2 separate regions of the Mus musculus genome follow, and region 1 is linked to region 2. A link is a contact called in public HiChIP or PLAC-seq data. All regions are on one chromosome and are shown on one strand. The core of a region is the stretch at or near the end of the contact, and the rest is flanking DNA. Distances in the headings are between cores, read along the strand shown.

Region 1 (3,712 bases), core at 829-3,328, 72 kb after region 2:
AGAATTAGTCTTCTTACAGATATCAAGGCATGGCCGTATCTTACCATGAGTTGTAAAACTATGAGTGGGGCCCTGGAGGAGGAAATGCTAGCACACTCCTATAATCACAGCATTCTGAAGCTGAAGCAGGAGGATTGCCACAAGTATGAGGCTAACCTGGGCTACATATAGAGAGACCTTGTCTCAAAGGAAAAAAGGAGGGCGGGAGGGAGGGGGAAGGAGGGAGAGAGCGGGGAGGAGGGAGAGAGGGAGGGGAACGAACCAGGCCTGAAGGTAAACTGTGATCACAGTATTGGAGGAGGATAATCATTAAGTAGTTTGTGGTCATCCTCAGCTGTTCAAGGAGTTCATAACTTGAGTTAAATCCACTGGGACCTACATAGTGGAAGGAGGAAACCAGCCCACAAGTGACCCTCTGGCCTCCATACTCCACATGGCCTCCATACTCCACACACCCCATGACTTCTGTGAAAGTTCTCTCTCTCTCTCTCTCTCTCTCTCTCTCTCTCTCTCTCTCACACACACACACACACACACACACACACACACACACACACAGAATAATAAATAAATAAATCCAAGAACAACAAAAATGTAATCCAAGTCCCTCTGGCGGCTGTGAGAAGGAAGATGCAGGACCAGGGAGGCCAAGACAGAGGGTGACTCATGCCACCAACTGGCTGAAGCTGGCTCCCAGAGCAGGGCAGTATGCAGGAAGCAATGTGACTACCCAGTCCAGGGAGAAGACCATGTTTAGGTGGGGGGTCGGGGGATGAGAGAGGGGAAGAGGCTGGGAAACCAGGGGTCTTTCACCCTTGGGCCTGGAACTTGCAAGTAAAGTGGACAATGGAGAGGGACTGAGGTCTGGGCTGTGTACACGCTGACCCTTAGAGACCCCAGAAGAGACAGATGGAGAGAGAAGAAGGGGAAGGTGTTACCGGAACCAGCCAACACTGGCCACACAGAAGTGAGAGTCCAGCAGATTGGGAAAGGGGAAAGGGGATGGTGACACGGGACATGGGGACAGGGGACAGGTGACTGAGAGCACAGAGGAAGCCCAACACTCTCTACTGTGAGCCAGACACAGGACTAGCCAAGTTCCTCGTGACACAGGCTTCCTTTACACACAGCTAACCCACAACCGTGTCTCTTGCATATGTCCATCTGTCTATCCCAACCCTCAGGAGGCTGAGGCAGGAGGACTGTGAGTTTCAGGACAGCTTGGGCTATACAGTATGACACTGTCTGACCAAAACAAAGCAAAATAAAACACATACACACACTGACCACTGGGCACAGGCTGGCCCAGAGTTTCTGGAGTGTCTAGTCCTGAGCCATGAGACTTTGTAAGTGAAGAATCCGCTGCAGAGAGAGGTCTTGCATACTGTCTGCAGGCAGGATCTAGTGGGGTTGAAGGGAAGGCATGTGCTGGCTGACGCTGGCTGTGACTGAGATCTGTGCTGTGACAGGCAGGAGGTAAAGGAAAGTTGTGTCCCAGGCATTTCTGGAAGGTTCTATTTCCAGCGTCCTCCTATCCCACAATCAGGAGTAACAGAGGGGCAGCCAGGGTGTGGAAGGGATCTCCTTGCTGTAGACTCCACCGGCCTCTCCCACGATGGATATCAGGCTCCCTGGGGACCTCTGTGCTGGGCAGCCAGCCCGAGATGGGAGGTCGGGGTCAGAAATTCTGGGAGGCAGCCCCGGGCGTTTCCTCCACCTCCTAAAATGACCTTCATATCACTTGACTCACTATGGTGGTCTGAACCTCTAGATCCAAAAGGAGCCCAACCCGCGGGGGTAGGGGGGCGGTTGCCCACTTGAGCTCCCCAATGAGAAATCGGTGTATTCCACAGTCCACCTCAGCCTTGATCAGGCCTCCACCCCTAGCCTTCTCTGCCCACTGGTACCGAAGAAGTAATCTACCAGGCCACGGGAAGGGGGCTGGCTCCCAGACGGCTTGGTCAATATTTATTGACTGACTAACTCTGAATGCCCTCCCTGTCCATGCTGCACAGAGCACGGGGTGTGTCCTGCAAGGCGGGAGCTGGGATTGAGTTACAGTTCGGAGGGAGGGGCCTAGTGTTGCCCACAGGCTGAGTGAAGGAAGGTGCAGAGGCAGTTCCCAGAAGGTAGGCCTGGACTGGGGTGGGGGTGGGGGACCCGGTAGAGGGGTTGCTGGGAACGCAGAGGGAAGGCATGGCGTTCTAGGGCTCGGGGATCATACAGCGGCTGAAGGCTGGTAGGATTGAGGGCAGCCCCACGGTGAGAACGCTTGGCTATCTGCGCGTGGGTGGAGGAGGACCACTGTGGCAAGCCAGCGTGAGAGGAAGAAGCGGCGGGTTTTGCGTGGGTGGGCTCTCTGTCACCCCCCAGAGTCAGTTCGCCTGACTCACGACCCTCCAGCAGGCTATGCCCTCCCTTCCTGGAAGTTAAGCAAAGGAATCTCGAGGTCTACCCTCAAGTACACCTTGTTCAGGAGGAGGGGTCGGCTGGAAGGGAGAAGGGTCACCTGAAGGAAGGCGACAAACGACAAGACAAGCGGCCTGGCCGCCAAGGAGACTGGGACCCCCTCCCCCCCACACACACACACACAGTGGGTTAGAGCCCCTGCGGAGAGGGGCAGAGAGAAAGCCAGTGTCGGAGAGAAAGGAACTTCACCCTGGGAAATGAGAGGGCTTCTAGGAGGGCAGGGGGTGGGGGAGATGGGGTCCCCATGGGGGATGTACTGGTAAAAGGGGACACACATGGGCTGGGGCTCTCGTGAGCCACGGGTGACTCCGTGGGAAGAGAAGAAACCTCTAGCGGGAGGGGAGGGAACACAAAGTGTAAGAGGAGTAAAGACACCCCGTGCTTTAAAGTTCTCTTGCCTCCTCTAGCAAGAGGGATGGGGGCTCAGCTCCAGTCTGACTCTCCAGGCTGTGGGTTTTGGGGCTCCTTCCCAGCCACCCCTGGGCCACTGCTGCCCCTCTCTGAGAAGCCAGGTTAGACACTGCTTCCAGCTGCCAATATGCCCTCCTCTTCTCTGTGGCCCCGAAGTTGGACGGTGTCCTTCCCACTCCACTGTGGCCCTTAGAGCTACCTGGCCACTACCTTCTGGCTCTGTGCCTCGGGTCTCTGTCTGTCTGGGTCCCTAATCATTTTCCTGTAGCTGGTTTGATGTATAGACTCTGTCCTTGCTGAAGGGTCCTGTTGCAAGTCACTATACCCACCATGGTGTGCCATGTTCTCCGTTGCTGGAAAGGACCATTGTGTGACCACTGTGCCCATCCATCATATATGTCATTGTCACACAATGACCTCAACTAGAGGTGCTGCTGGCACGCCTGGTGACTCCCTTGGTCAATCAACAACTATCTATGGACTCCTTCTGTTCCATGTCGGGAGAGCCATGCTAACAGCACACAGGCTCTCCCATGACATGCCCAGCCCACAGCCTCCTCTGCTGTGACTCAGTGTGGACAGTCCCCCGGCCACACCCTCTTTCCAGGCCACCTTGTCCTGAGCCTAGCCCTCAGGGGCCCTAAACAAAGGAGTAAAGAATTCAGGCACCTGTGGCTCTGTAACTCTTACCTCGCCAAGTCCTCTCACGGTCACATGGGGCAGCGGGTCTGAGGGTGTTCTTGCTATGGTAGAGCAGAGCTGGATGTTCAAATTAAGAGAAAGGAAGTCAGTCACTGCTGCACCAGGGCCACCCACTCAGGAGACTCAGAAC
Region 2 (3,571 bases), core at 598-3,097:
TGTGTGGTTAGATTGGCTGGCCAGCATGCTCCAAGGAATCCACCTGTCTCCACACCTTCCTTATACTTCCCACCCAGCATTAGAGTTAGAAGTGCAGGTCCATGCCTCAGTTGTATGTGGGATGAGGGATTGAAGCCAGGTCCTGGTGTCTGGCACTTCACCCACTAAACCATTCTCCCAGACCACCAGTTACTCTTTTCTAACCTTCAGTGAACTGAGTTTCACTTTGCTATAAAGACAGTGTCCATGGGGCTGGAGAGATGGTTCAGTGGATGAGAGAACTGGCTGTGTTTCTTCAGAGGTCCCTGGTTCAATTCCCAGCACTCATATGGCATCTCACAGCTATCTGTAACTCCAATCTCAAGAGATCCAACCCCCTCTCCTTGCCTCTGCAGCATGCATGTGCCTGGTACACACACATGCATGTAAGCAAAGTACCTTTATACATGAAATGAAAAAGCAAAAAATCTCTTTAAAAAAATTATATGCATCCTTGTTAGAGACCAGAGTTAGTGGCCAATAATGTTTTATTGGGTAAATAACCCATACTTGCTACATTATTGGGTAAATAACCCATACTTGCTACATTATTGGGTAAATACACTATACTTGGTACGCATCGTGCCTTTCCTATCATATTTATCTTCCTGCCACAAGTCCCGCTTCTGCTAACTCAGAGGACATACCCATGCTGCGTATAGCTTGCTCATATTTTAACTTAAGCCCTCAGTATACTTTCGACCTGAGATATGGAGTAAAAGCATAGACAGTAGCATTCGTGAGCTGGTGTGGGAGCATGCACCTTTGGGCTCTCAATTTGAGACCACCCTGGTCAACATAGTGAATTCAAGGCCAGGCAGGGAGGGCTACACAGTGAGATGCTATCTCGAAAAAAAGAAAGAAAGATAAAAAAAATCTTTGATTCTTAAACAGGCTACCAAATTGTTCTTCAAAAGAATAGTAGCAGCCAAGCGTGGTGGCACATGCCTTTAATCCCAGCACTCAGAAGGCAGACCTAATTCTGTAAATTCAAGGCCAGCCTGGCCTACGGAGCAAGTTCCAGGATAGCCAGAGCTATTACACAAAGAAATCCTGTCTGGGGAACGGGAGGGGGGGGGGACAATAACAACAACAAAACAGAATAATAGCCATCTACCTACCTTTCCCCTAGAGCTGTGTTGTTATACCAACAATTTTTGGAGTTTTCTATTTTGTTGGTAGTGCTACTTACAAGGCTAGCTAGCTAAGCTACTTTGTTAGAACACGGGTACTCCATAGCCCAGGCTAACCAGAAGCTCGATTTGTAGCTTGAGCTAGCTTCCCACTTCCATCCACAAGCCCTCGAGGCTGGAATTCCAAGCATGAGCCACCCCACCGTACCCAGCTAGATATTTTTCTTTATAAAGGAGACTCGTGCTAACTCATTGGTTTCTCTGTTTATTTTGTTAGCCAAATAAAAATCAAGATACCCTTTTTGGCCAATTTCAAGAAATCTCACAGCATTCCATAGTGAAAACCACACCAAACCAGGGACTTTGAAAGCAGACAAGCCAGGTCCAGGACCCTGCCCCCGTGAAGTCCTAGGTACACATCCCTTGAACTCTCTGTTCTCTGCATGCGAGATGAGAAAACGCAGACCCAGCTTCCAGGTGTGGGACTGAGGCCATAAATGGACACCTACCCAGTGGCCTTGTTGCTTCTTGCCTTCTGTAGCCTGGGGCTGAGCAGGGGAACTAGGTGGCTGCTTTAGAGAAACAGGCAACCTTCCTGACTCAGGACTGCCTGTGGCCTGCCCTGAACAGCCCGGAGGCTGGCTGCTTCCAGGCAAGGGCCCCTTCACAGGCTGCGGCTGCCTCCTGCCAGGAGCTGGGAACAGAGGGGCTGTTGTTCTGGCGTTTCTGGAAACCAGCTTCCTGTTTTTCCTGCTGTGCCGTGTTGTTTTAATCTGTAGCAGAAGGAAAGAAACAGCACTGGGTGGGTAGCCTGTGTCCCACAGCCCTGCAGTGAGAGAGTCTGGTCCTTTCCTCCAGGGACTCTGTGGCTCACAGTCCTAGAGCTCTGTGACCTTGAACAGGGTCCTGATGCCAGGTTACCATGGGGAGGGAACACAGGGACAGCACCTTAGCACAGCCTGTAGCCTAGGATTCACAGTGTCTGTGTGAGCTGCTGGGGCATTTAAAATATCAGGCTGATGAAACAGTAAGCTTTTAGAGAGCCAGGGAGTCACACGTGCCTGCTCACGTCACAGCCCTGGACGAGCTGGGCTCCTGGGTTCACTCACCAGCCACAGAAGGGACTCTAGGCAAATGACTTAACCTCCCCACCTTTCAGGTTTTTGCACCTACAGGATGGGAAAGTAACAGTAATTACATCACTAGGTCATTGTGACATGTAAATCGGGTCTTGAGAGCTTTGGGTCCCACACTAGCCAGGCAGCCTACAAAGTTTTCTTGCTAAACACTGAACCCCATGGTTCAGAGGTCAAACTTTTAGTCAGAGACCTGGCAATCCATTTTAAAGATAGTCTAAGGAAGTTTCTCAGCTCACTAGAAGTCGATAGTATGTCTTAAAAATGCCACAAAGAGTGTATCAAATGGGTCTCTAAATGTTAGTAGTAAAATACAAATATTTTCTTCCTATCTGCTTGGATTTATAGAATTCGGGGGTGTGGGGAGTTGGGTTGGTGCCAGCATTGGTGTTCCTTGGTTTCAGGAAAGACACAGGCTGCCTTGCTCCTTCTGCAGAGGAGGGTTTGAGGTACTAGCTCACCATTTCTGAACGTGATCTCTGGTGTCGGGTGGGTAGACTTAGTATGATACATCCAGCATCATTCAAGGATTTCCTCGGAGGTACAGAGTGGATTGAGCACGTGGCGGCCATTTAAATCCCGGGGCGCCGGTGCTAGTCTTCAAAGCGCATGCGCAGGAATGAGTGCCGTGGCGTGGCTTATTCCTGAGGAGAGCTGGATGTGGTTACGGCGCCTGCTGTACCTCCTCAGTTACCTTCATGTCCACATCTGCCTTCTCGGGTCTTGGAGCAGGGGATGCTCTGGTTTTACAACAGGACAGAAACAGTAACACAGCTGCACTTCACTGCTCATTTGAAACTTCAGACCGGAGTCAGGACTGCAAGGGCATGGCGTTTCAATGTTTGCTCCTTTTTCATATCCACTCCACCACTGCTCTGACTTCCTCTAGTACCCCCTTCTCCCTTCCAACTTCATGCCCTTTTATGTATTTATTTATTTATTTATTTATTTATTTATTTATTTATTTATTTTCTTGAGACAAGCTCTCACTGTGTAGACCAGGCTGTCCTGGTCAAACTCACAGCGATTCAGCCACCTCTGCCTGCTGACGGCTGAGATTAAAGATGTGCTCCACCGTGTCTGGCTCCTCCTTGTTTGTTGTTATAGTAAAGCCAGAGACCCATATTCGGACCATACACTGGAGCACCGACAACGTACCAGCAGCAATATCCCCAAAGGAAAATGACTCCCTGCTTCAGCAGCCATCAACTATAAATAGGTCTTCCATCAAGAGTGGGGCCTCAGGGGCTCCTCCCCCTGTTC

What was found. HiChIP or PLAC-seq counts read pairs in DNA pulled down with a chosen protein or histone mark.
Region 1: an H3K4me3 HiChIP or PLAC-seq map of embryonic limb bud shows a contact between it and region 2, with 3 times the contacts expected there. The contact joins the promoter of Vill here to the enhancer-like site in region 2. A contact is called at or near these places in 1 of 39 promoter capture datasets (embryonic stem cells), 1 of 484 Hi-C or Micro-C datasets (nephron progenitors), 2 of 115 datasets of contacts at active chromatin or transcription factors (embryonic limb bud and embryonic midbrain) and 3 of 9 other capture datasets (adipose tissue, embryonic stem cells and liver).

The regions. Positions count from the first base shown.
Region 1 is chr9:119,050,700-119,054,411 of GRCm38.p6, forward strand. Vill (villin-like) reads left to right here and starts at 2,079. Exons shown (of 20, transcript NM_001164567.1): 1 at 2,079-2,129.
Region 2 is chr9:118,978,689-118,982,259 of GRCm38.p6, forward strand. All of the region lies in intron 1 of Ctdspl (CTD (carboxy-terminal domain, RNA polymerase II, polypeptide A) small phosphatase-like), which reads left to right. Among named protein-coding and RNA genes, the nearest start is that of Gm33645, 45 kb to the right of the region's middle. RefSeq lists an enhancer at 798-3,100. Within about 2 kb of position 1,848, at least 163 of the 459 cell types and tissues checked have an H3K27ac peak or open chromatin away from gene starts, as enhancers often do. A contact at or near this core is called in adipose tissue, embryonic limb bud, embryonic stem cells and 1 more, where this site is marked.